Regions from separate parts of the Mus musculus genome. Here all the other regions are linked to region 1. A link is a contact called in public promoter capture Hi-C data. All regions are on one chromosome and are shown on one strand. The core of a region is the stretch at or near the end of the contact, and the rest is flanking DNA. Distances in the headings are between cores, read along the strand shown.

The links. Promoter capture Hi-C pulls out the DNA fragments that hold promoters and counts their contacts.
Region 2: a contact with region 1 is called in a promoter capture Hi-C map of liver. The contact joins two enhancer-like sites. A contact is called at or near these places in 2 of 39 promoter capture datasets (hippocampal neurons and liver), 5 of 484 Hi-C or Micro-C datasets (the N1E-115 cell line, Sertoli cells, brown adipocytes and 2 more), 3 of 115 datasets of contacts at active chromatin or transcription factors (embryonic stem cells, forebrain and neural progenitor cells) and 3 of 9 other capture datasets (adipose tissue, liver and pancreatic islet).
Region 3: a promoter capture Hi-C map of liver shows a contact between it and region 1. The contact joins two enhancer-like sites. A contact is called at or near these places in 3 of 39 promoter capture datasets (liver and pre-B cells), 2 of 484 Hi-C or Micro-C datasets (embryonic stem cells and liver) and 2 of 115 datasets of contacts at active chromatin or transcription factors (embryonic stem cells and hepatocytes).

The regions. Positions count from the first base shown.
Region 1 is chr7:65,735,956-65,739,350 of GRCm38.p6, forward strand. No RefSeq gene overlaps it. Among named protein-coding and RNA genes, the nearest start is that of Gm33234, 44 kb to the left of the region's middle. Within about 2 kb of position 1,871, at least 16 of the 459 cell types and tissues checked have an H3K27ac peak or open chromatin away from gene starts, as enhancers often do. A contact at or near this core is called in hepatocytes and liver, where this site is marked.
Region 2 is chr7:65,868,014-65,871,837 of GRCm38.p6, forward strand. All of the region lies in intron 1 of Pcsk6 (proprotein convertase subtilisin/kexin type 6), which reads left to right. Among named protein-coding and RNA genes, the nearest start is that of Pcsk6, 7.8 kb to the left of the region's middle. Within about 2 kb of position 1,973, at least 16 of the 459 cell types and tissues checked have an H3K27ac peak or open chromatin away from gene starts, as enhancers often do. A contact at or near this core is called in liver, where this site is marked.
Region 3 is chr7:65,900,347-65,904,119 of GRCm38.p6, forward strand. The region is part of intron 1 of Pcsk6 (proprotein convertase subtilisin/kexin type 6); the gene reads left to right. Among named protein-coding and RNA genes, the nearest start is that of Gm51486, 28 kb to the right of the region's middle. Within about 2 kb of position 2,400, at least 75 of the 459 cell types and tissues checked have an H3K27ac peak or open chromatin away from gene starts, as enhancers often do. A contact at or near this core is called in hepatocytes and liver, where this site is marked.

The DNA of each region.
Region 1 (3,395 bases), core at 621-3,120:
CTGCCTCCCAAGTGCTGAGATTAAAGGCATGTGCCACCACTGCCTGGTCTTGTACAGATGTTTTTTTCTTCATTATTCTCTAAATATACAGCCTTGGAAGAACCAGCTCTTCAGATGGCATTCACTCTGTGTATTGGTCCGTGCAAAGGTTACATGTAAACACTACAATTGTTTTACGTGCCACACTTGAACACTGCAAGGATTGGGATCCTAGAACCAGTCTCAGAAGGTACTGAGGGACAACAGTCAGTGTATGCATACACAATGTACATTGACACACGTACATGTGTGAATGTCTGTAACTGTGGGCGGGTAACTATATGCTCACGTGTACACCTGCACATTCCTGCAGGTCTGTATATCAGAGTGTGTTGGTGTTTTTCTATCCATCGTTTCTGGTGGCTGGAACCTTGCTTTTAACCTGTCATCCACCTTTCACTAACAAGACCAAGAAGAAAAGGCACATTGGCTAACATGTCTGTGAATTGGTGGCTTGGCCACACTTGGGATAAGGGAAAAGGTGAGACGAGGAAGGACTGACTAGACAGGAGTCTTCCTGGACAGCAAGATCCCACAATCTGGCCATTCCTGCAGGTCCGCTAAGCCAGACTTGCTGTTTGATATTCTGGATGAAGCCAGGAGACAGGCAGCAGGCAGGGTGGGGAGGGCAGGTCCAGTGCTGGCATCTCCATCTGGGGTTGGGGTCGTCTCTTCTGAGAACATCCCCTTTGGATTTACCAGAGGAAAATCTTGATCCTTTGAGGACCCGCACCACAATGTGGTGTTTGCTAAGGCCTGGACTACTGGACCCAGGATGGGCCCCAGCTCCAGGCTGGAGGGAGCAGGAGAGCACGGTCCTAGGTGGAAGATGGGAATCCCCTTGGCAGCGAGTCAGGGGTGAGGGTGGGGGCACTGGCCATAACTTTCTAGGGTCTCTGTCCATATCTCTCTGAGTTAGCCTCACATGTATGCTCGGGGATCACTTTCATGGACCATCTTCCTAGTGTCTTGCCGAGGAAGAACCAGGCTAAGGCTACCTTCACACTGACCACACCCAAGCTGCAGCCTGGATGATGCTTGTGAGTCTTGGTGCAGCTTCATTCCCTGGACAGCACAGGCCCCAGGCAGGCAGCAGACTGGGAACCTCGACCCAGGCTTCCCCACTCTGTTTCCAGCCAGCTGGCCCCTTGGTGGCACTGATCACTCCCTCGCAGAGGATACCTTAGAAAATTTCAGGAGTGGGCACAGGGAATATTTTTATCTCTATTTGGGAATAGCTCCTCTGGGGTTAATGTTAGAGGCTCTTTGATCCCTGGGAAACATGCAAGAGAAAGGTCAGGTGGCTTGCCTGGGTTTTGTTTTCTGTAGGGGGAAGGCTGGGCTATCTGATAGCATTCTGTGATCTGGACCCGCTGCTGGTTCCCAGGGAGTATGCCGCTGGCTCCAGCACGGCTGCTTCAGTTAGAGGGCCCTGTCCTTGCTTCCATGACCTTGTTCCACCCTCATTGGAACCATGATTCATTGGGCATGTGTGGGCGGTGGATGATTGGCTCTGAGTCCCTTGGCTAGCGAGTAGTGAGGTGAGTTTTGAAGCTTGCACACCTAGGTATGGTTGCCTGATCCCAGTCACCTCAGCCATACTTGGGAACAGTGTCTACCAAGACACTCGTTGCTCTAAGAAGCATGGGGCCTGGTAACTGACGCTGCTGTCCAGAAGTGCACGTGTTACCAGGCACGATGGAGGGCAGATAAGGTCACAGTGGAAGACAGGAGCGACAAATGTGGTCAGTGAAGGCTCCTCCTGACCCAGGTTCACCCCAGCAGGCCATCAAAAGACCGCCTTTGCTCCCTGAAGAGGCCAGCCCTGACAGAAAGTGTACTCAGCACCTTTGGCATGTTGCCCAAGGCCTCTGTCCCAGGGCTGGCCAGCAGCTGGTTTGTAGTACTCAAGAAAAGCCAACTTTTAAGTGATCTGGAATTTTTGCGAACCAGTTGTTAAACACAGGCATGTTAACCATTAATTATTTGAACTTGCAATTAAGTATGCTATATGAGAACCAACACTTCCTAATTAATTTTACCAAATTATTTATGCTTAGGGCTTGTATCTGTGTGTTATATCAATAGAAACTGTAGATAATGGTAGCCACAAGACATCTCTCTCTTCCTAAATCCATGTTCTGTGATGTGTTGACAGCTGGAAATTGGAAGTAGAAGGGATATTGGCCAACATTACAAGTGAGGGCTTAGATGTTGTTTTGTTGATTTTTCTAGACTGTGATAAGAAAATAACGCAGATTTAATTTAAAAGTTCATCATGGAATCATACAAAGTAGGCTAAATCTGACCAGGAGACAAACATCACTCAGGGGAACTTAATATAGAATTATTAACCACAATAAAAGTACAATCTATTGGGGAGACTTAGGAGAGCTACCCACGTATGTAAAATGCTGTCATGGATACAGACTTCATTGGACAGAGTGATAGCCAGCTACAGAATGGTCCAGAAGGGATCCACATAGCTGAGACCAAAGTGGGCAGCCTGGGAGTAGGTGATTAGCAATTGAAGTTCTGGGTCTGCAGATGCTGAAGGGGAAGCTTGCAAAGGTGCCTGCAACTGGTGGGACCTGAGGCACCAGGCAGGCTTCCTGGTAGGCTGGGACCAGGGTCTGAGCAGAGAGGGATGAATACAGTACTTACCAAGTACAAGCAAGGTTGTGGATGGATGGTGTTCTCAGCCTGATGGCCCAGCAGATTCCACCAGATGTCCTCACATCTGCATAACTGACTCTTCCCTCAGCCACCCAGAAACAACGGGAAGCCTCATCCACAAACCATCATGAACTCATGGCTTAGAGTAACACACAGAGATTCCTCTTGAAGCTTGGGTGTCAGAAATGTCAAAGCACTTTGGCTCCAGCTGTCAAGGTTTTAGGAGGGTCACTCTCTCGGGCTATAGGAGGGAAACCACTTACCTACCTCCCTCTCTCCAAGGCTGTTTAGAGCCGAATTTCTCCTAGCTCTATTTTTCATTGTCAAAAGTTGCAGCTTTGAGTGGCCAAGATGGCCGAGTAGGTAAAGACACTTGTTTGATAAGCCTGAGAACATGAGTTCCATGCCTGGGACACACATGAGAGAGGATGGGAATTGAGTTTCAAAAGCTGCCCTCTCACCTCCACATTCATACTATGGTATATAGTGTGTATGTGTGTGTGTGTATGTATGTATATGTATATGTATATGGTGTCTGTGCATGTGTATGCATATGTATATGTAGCATATATCCATATGTATGTAATGAATATGTATGTGTGTATATATAATGTATATGATATATGTGTATATGATGTATGTTTATATGATGCATATGTATATAACGTATATGTATCTGT
Region 2 (3,824 bases), core at 723-3,222, 130 kb after region 1:
ATAAAATAAATAAATAAATAAGTAAAATCTTAGAAGAAGAAGAAGAAGAAGAAGAAGAAGAAGAAGAAGAAGCAACCCCCACTTTAAAACTACCCAGAAGGGATCATCCACTAGTTAAGGAAATAGTGAACAGAAGGCCTGGCCATAGATCACAGGCTGTTTGGACAGAGGGGCACCAAGCACCGAGCACTCTGACCCCACCTGCCATTGCCAGTCCCCTTTAACACACTCCTCTCTTCCTCGTTCTCTCTCTTGGCAGAAGGTCCCTCATTCCAGCACATGTACTCGGTTACCTTTGATACTGATGATTCCCAGACAAGGCAAGTTGTTTATGGGCTGCACGAAACACAATCCTGCGCGCACTCTGATCTGCAGCTAGGCACCTGCAGCTCTTGGAAGTGATGTTTATCTGGAAGGTGGCACTCTGACACTGTACTTCCCTCGTGTTTTTGCTTTGCCTGGGGTATTGAGCTAATTTGTTAGTTCTAAGTTTGCACATAAAAGAGCAGGCTGGCTGCCAGGGCCCTAAAAGATCTAAGAGCCTTAAATGATTTTGAACTTGCCCTAAATAGTCGTCCTTAAAATAGCTGTCGAGCAGGCCATCCCTGGCCTAGAATTTCAGGTGAGCCTGTGGAATCCATTTGTTAACAGAGGGAAACGGTTGCGCTGTGGACAGCTTGTTCTCACAAGAAGAGCCAGCTGAGGTCTGTCTGTCTGTCTGTCTGTCTTTCTTTCTTTCTTTCTTTCTTTTTCTTTTCTTTTCTTCTGGTTTTTTTTTTTGTTGTTGTTTGTTTTGTTTTGTTTTGTTTTCGAGACAGGGTTTCTCTGTATAGCCTTGGCTGTCCTGGAACTCACTCTGTAGACCAGGCTGACCTCAAACTCAAAACTCCGTTTGCCTCTGCCTCTCAAGTGCTGTAATTAAAGGTGTGCCCCACCACTTCCCAGCACCAGCTGAGGTCTTAACCAGGTGTTAGAATAGTGAGCTAGAACTCGTTCCAGCTGAGGCACCAGGGCCCGATGGGGACAAGGGAAATCCAAAGTGCCAATCATTTGTGACATAGTTCTTAAGGACTCCTTTTTTTGGTCAGAGGCTGTCTTGCTGTTATGCACAGCTGGCCGGGGAGAGGTCCTGGATGTGCACTGGGGACACAGACAAGATTGGCATTTTGAGTCTTGTGTCGAACCGTCTCGGTGGGCACCTGTACTCAGACAGTCAAAGTGGACAGGGTGTTGAATGACTAGCTTGCCCTTCTGACTCACTGGGACTGAGGTGGAGAGCAGTGGCCAGAGCTGATCTGGCTAGAGCGTGTGGAACGGGAAGACCTCGAATGGCCGTGTCCAAAGGCAGGCCGTGTCCAAAGGCAGACATGGAACGAGGCCTGAACGGTTAGCCAGCTGACCAGCCCTCTGGAACTGTTCAAGTGTTTCCCGGACAGGCGTCGGGAGCACATCAGAAACACAGCAGTAGACCCGGGACAAGGGAGCCTGCAGACACTGAGACCTCAGTGTGCCTTGCATGTTGGGTGGCCATAGCGGGCCACACAGCGGCTGGTCAGAGACTCTTTTTCAATGTCTAGCAATCCCCTGCTGTCCTGGGAAGCTTGTTTGGGCCTTGGAGCCTCTGCACAGACTTTTTTGTTTAAACTAATTTTTGAGCCCTCAGCCTAGCCCAAGTCCTCCCAGAACCCGCACACAGAAGAACTTCCGTGCGTCTGTTCCCACTGCCTGTCTTCCTTCTGGCTGTCAGTGCTGTGCCCTTGGGTAAGGAGAAGCCCTGGCATGTCCTCACGCTGGCTGATGTTTCTTGTGTGGGTGCCTGTGGGACATAACTTTAGGGGACCTCACGCCAGCTCTCGGTAAGGAGATGTCACTTGCTGGCCTTGAGGTATTTGGTTCAATTAGAGTCTGACAAACCCTTGATTGACAGACCCAGGACCAAACCCATGCTCAGTGGCTGACTTTCCACTTTCGTCACCTTTGGCAGGTGACCCTGTCCCTGCTTCTCTGTCAAGGGCAAGTCACCCTCTCACTGAAAGCCTTCCTGTTCCTGATGAAATAAACAATTGATTGGCTAATGAAGCCACACCTGGCTCTCCCTTACCACATACACACTGTGCTTTGTGGCATGTTGTCCTCTCTAGGACAGTGGGCTCCTCCATAGCATTGAGACGAACATCTCTCTCTATGTATTTTTTAAAAAGCTAAACTTAGCCCCTCCAGCCCTAAGGTGCTACACCTAGACACTAACTGTACGTTATCACCTGGACACACTTAGCTGTAAAACTCACCCTCTTGTGTGCCCGTTTCATACAGGAACCACCCACTCCGGTGCCTGAACTAGAAGCCTGGGAGCTGCCTCTGGCTCCAGTTGTTTATAGCAGTTCTCTAACCAGCCCCATATCATCGCCAACTGACTGGCTCTGAGGTTCCCCTGTTCCTCCTGCCACTGTGCAGCACAGGCCAGGTCCCCCCAGGTCCCTTGCCTGCCACCAGGCTACTGCAGTGTCTCTGCCCCCCATCACCTTGCACCCCAGTTGCAGCTGTACACCTCCAAACCTCTTTCTTCATTCTCATGCTTCCCCCGGGCTTCCTTATATTACCCTGGTCAGCCTAGAGTGGACCTCATCTTATCCTGGCCATCCCTCATCTTTCTCAGCTTGGCTCCGCTGTCAGCAGCCCTCCCTTGAGTGCCCCAGCCCAGAGAACATATCTGTCTCCTGGACTCCTTGTCACTGTCATCGTCTCTGATATTTATGGCCTGCTGGCTTGTCTGCCACTTAGACTCCGGGTTCTCTGGTCAGTCTGGAGTGGGTCCCCTGGCTGTTTTTCCTCCGAGGTCAGTTTGGAATCTATGGCTGAGAAGCCTCACCCGGGCAGAGAATGGATGTGTGCTCATTTAAGCGAGTTCTTGTACAGGTTGTGAGCCTTCCAGGCTGGAGGAGGTCAGGCCCTAGCCCTTATGTTATTGAACATCTCTCCCCACTGCTTTTTAAATTTTAATCCCTTGTTTTTCAAATTCACTAAGCCCTGTGTGCATATGCATGAGGACATCCTCCTGTGGCAGTGCCCTTTGCTTCTGGGTCAGGTCAGCTCCACACTGAGCTGAGAGCCCTGTGTGCCCTGGCAGTGCCTGGGGTCCTGCCATGCCTCCCTCCCATCTCGTCATTCCATGGAATCCTGCATCTTCCTGGTGTACTAGTGCCTCTGCTTTGAGGATTCTGAAGACAGTGACGGGTGCAAGGCCTCTGTCTGGTCCTGCAGGGAACCAGGATGAATAGCCATCAGCTGTTGGGAGCCTCACACTCCGTGGGATGGGATCAGCAGCCTTGGGTTCCCATAGTAACCAGTCCATCAATGCCCCCAGTGTCGAGATGGTGGCACCGCAGAGGGGAAGAAATAGTCTCATTGTCTCCCCTTTGGCCGCTTGGGCACAAACAAGCCGCACCCCGCAGGGCCCTGCAGTGCGCTGAGGTCCAGCCAGATTTGCTGCCCTGCCGTGGTGTGCTACACATGTCCCCTCCTGAACTGGGCCAGGAAGGGACCATCACTGTCAGTCTTGGACCCTCATGGGGACTCTTAAATTTCTGCCACTGGCCATCAGCAGCAGTCACAGAACCCTTGTCCACTAGGGCCAACTTCTCAATAGCTAGCCAGGCCACCCCTGCCACAGGATAAACAAATCCCCTGTGTTTCTGAAGGAACCTGCATTTCCAAACTTTCCCCGGTTGGTTTCCAGTCATCGTCGTGGTGAGGTTACCAGCAGTGTGTGTGTGTGTGTGTGTGTGTGTGTGTGTGTGTGTGTTTAGGGCACTACTGTGTAATTC
Region 3 (3,773 bases), core at 1,150-3,649, 160 kb after region 1:
CCCTGGCTCACATTTCATCCATTGTGTCTCTCGTGATGCTTATATAGGTCACTTGACTCAGGCGATTTTCATCAGAATTTACACTGTCAAAATGTCTGGGTTTTGCCTTCATAATTGTATTTTGTGTAATAGTTTGAAACTGTAGGACACATAGCAGATATTCCACAGGAAGCTCAGGTTTATTATCAATTTACTCGTGTCTGTTTTCTTGTTTTCATGTCATGGTTTCTTGTTTTAGTCAGAGCTCATTAGAACATCTTGTGCCCAGCTTGGTCAGTGGGTGCCCTTCAAGCTGGCCTCTGTATTCTTCTCAAATGTCTCTGGAGTTCTGTGGGCCTTTGCTTGCTTCCTGCCTATCTATGATACCACACGTTCTCCTGCTGTTCCTGTCCCAGAACCAGCCATGGCCCACGGGAGCCCTGTTCTTTTCAGTAGGGAAATTGTATGCGAGATCACTGTATTCTTCGTGGCTTTGTAGCTTTGGAGTATTGTTGCTCTCAGGCTAGGGGGACAGGTTGGGACTGTGCATCTGTGTCTACATACACCTCATGTATGGTGCTCTGACCCTGTGACAAAAGTAGGCAAGCCTTAATTTGTCTCACCATGTGTGGGGTTTCAGCCCGGAGCCCCGCTGCTGTGGCCAAGCAGTAGGTCCTGATGAGAGTGTATAATGGGGCAAAACTACCTGCCTCATGGCAGCCAAGAAGCACGAGAGGAAAGGCACTGGGACCTACCTACTCTTCCGTCAGTGGCTGTCTTCAGTGACTTCTCCCCACTAGGCTCCACCTCTTTTAATGGTTCTTTCATCTCCCCAAAGCTGGTGACCGAGCTTTTAGCACATGGGCCTTTCTATGGATGACACTTTTCCAAACCACGCCACCCACGTGCGCTTACTTCTCTATCTGCATTGAAAACAGTTTACAAGGACGGCTAATTCCAGTCCTAAACGAAAGAGTTCTCAAGAGTTCTGCCTTGCATGATTGACCTTCTGTAGTGCTGGGAGATCTGGCTTCCGTTGCTCCTGATGTCCTGATACACTCGTCAGCGCCCCTGCCGTTTACCCATCTGACGAATTCACTGGTTTCCACCCCACCCTGGGGACCTGCTCACATGTAGACGTCCAGAGTGGGGCCTCTGCCTACGGATTTCCTAGGCTTTCCATTACCAGCGGGGATGCCTTCCTCATTGCTGAGCTCCAGCTGCCATGCCTTGCCCTGGTCTACCCCAGGCCTTCCTCTTGTCCCCTCTCCACACAAGCTGTGCTCCTGTCCTTATGACACTTAGGTTAGAGGACCTCAGGAGAGGAAGGGCTGCATGTTTTTCTTTAAAAAAAAATCAAATAAAAGCAAAACAAGTGAATACACAGGGGGCATTAGGATCAGGAATGAAGAACAATAATGAACTTCACACAACCACTAAGAACCCTTTAACTAGTAAGATCTTTAGAGAGGAGATCTTCAAAAATAAAGAATGTTTGCAGCCATGAGCAGTATGAGCCCAGGCCAAGTGGGTACGTCAGGCTTCCTCATCAGAAACCAGGCTGTTTGCTTCAGCAGCTCAAGGGAAAGAAAATGAAGTCTACAAAATCAAAATTAATGTTATTTTTTTTAAAGGGATTTGCAGGAAGTTGACCAGCTTAATTGTACTGTTTGGGGTGTGTATGTGTTGAAGAACATAATTTGAAAGAACTGAGAAATCGTGCAGCATCTTAACTCGGGTGGGACTGTAATTATTGCAATAACAGAATGTGGCTGTGTGTATATGTGACTGAAATGGGAAGCAGTTTGTAAAAAAAGTGCTTTAAAAAAAAAACAACAAAATGTCCATTCTGTCCCTCTGGACTTCCTTAATTATAAATACCAGGTAGCCCAGCACAGGCTAAATATAGGCCCGGTGGCCATCTCTATTTATAACATTTTTAGGAGGAAGTCACCGGAGCAATTCAGAATTAATTTGGTGTGTAGGCTTTTATGGGCTCTAATTAGTTGTGTTTTTCTTAAGCAGGCCAACTGGGATCAATAGCGTTATATAACTGGACCCAGGAGACCATGACTGAGACATGGACTCTTCCAGAAAGCCAAGGCCTTTGGAAGATGTCAGCCCCAAGAAAGCCCAGCAGCCCCAGAAGCCAGCAAGCTGCAGCTGTAGGAAGAGGGCTGGAGACATCTGTGTCCAGCCAAGGGCAGGCTCCGGGAGTGATAAAGGGAGGTTTCTGCAGTCAGAAGCTGCAAATCTACTCCCCATTCATGTGGAGACCTTGAAGGGGGACGTTCCCAGGGCTGCTTATCAGCTGTTCCCTTGAGGCAGGCGAGATTTAGCTGCTCGAGCCTGGGGAGGTGGGGTGATGTTTTCCTAGACTGTCCAAAATATGCACTTAGGCAACTCCCTGAGAGCGAGAGCAGAGCCAGCTCTCTGGCCCCAGAGCTGGTGGACCTTTGTAAGACTCAGTGTCATCTGGGGTGGCTGCTGGTGCTCTGCAGTGGCTCTGCTGCACATCAGACACGGATGGATGAGACTGTCGCTCCTCCTTCATTCCTTCACGTAGCGCTGTCTTGAAGAATACAGGGTGAGCTCCAGCTGGCAGCCCACGGGGCTCAGTAAACATGAGAGTAAATGCTTGTGCTTAAAATAAAAACTCAAGACTCTGCTCAGACACTGCTTGGAGTCTGCTCAGATACTGTTCGCATGCTCTCCTTCGGATCCTCCCCCTGTGGTGCTCCCATCTGTGCTGTGTGCTCCCCATGAATAACCTCCAGCCACCTGGGTGGAGGAGAAGCTGTGCCTTTTAGATAGCACAGAGGCTACGTCTGCCCAGGCCACCAGCTGCCAGTTGGTCCCTCAGCTCCACAGCATAGTGGTTTCCAGCTTCTCGGCTGTCCTGGGATGGGGACTGGCTGGGAGAGAGTAAAAGGAAGACAGTTGTGCCCAGAAGGGAAGGAGCTGTCAGTCCTCCCTCTGGACTCACACTTTCCCTGGTCTATATGTATATAGGTGCAATGAGAACTGAGTCTGGGAGATCTGGGAAGGCTTCCCGGAGGCAGTTAGTGACTTTAGGATAAGGTAAACAATAGCAGGAGTCAGTGGAGTCACTGCAGAGGACCGGCGTGAGCTCACATAGGACTATGGAGCAACAAGAGATAAGGGTCCTTACACATGACAAAGTCTCTTAAGGACAGAAGCCGATATGTGTGACAAGAGAGGTGGCTCTGTGTCAGTGAGGAGCTGGGCAGAATGGCAGTGTGGTGATGTTGAAGAGATGAAGGGGCCAGCATAGCACCGTGGGGGCTAGTCCCCGTCAAAGGCCTGCCCCAGGGGATGAAGATGTGGACCATTTAAGGAGCTGCTTTGAGAAGGTTGGGTGGTACCTCCCACCATGCCTCGGAGCTCCTCAGAGGATAGGTAGGCTCTCAGGGAGTGGGAAGTGGGGGCAAAGCGATGATGGTGGCTCTGGTTGTGTGAGAGTCGTCTGCTGACATCTGTTCTGTGCCAAGCCTGAGGACAGAGATGCTGAGAGTAGGGCTCAGCCTTCCAACACCTCAGCCACGAGAATGCAGGGTACTCAGGACCCATCCAGGTGGAGGGAAAGGAGGCTCTAGAGGAGCCGGTGGCCCTGAGTTGAGCCCTGGGGAGAGGGGAGGAAGAGGGCAACCAGCTAGCAGCCTCCTGGGAAAGGCTGAGCTGCTCTCTTCTCCAGAACCAAGAAGCCCCATCACCACCCAGGCCTCTGTAACCAGAACCTCCATCTGAGGTCAGACCCAACTTGCAGCTGATTT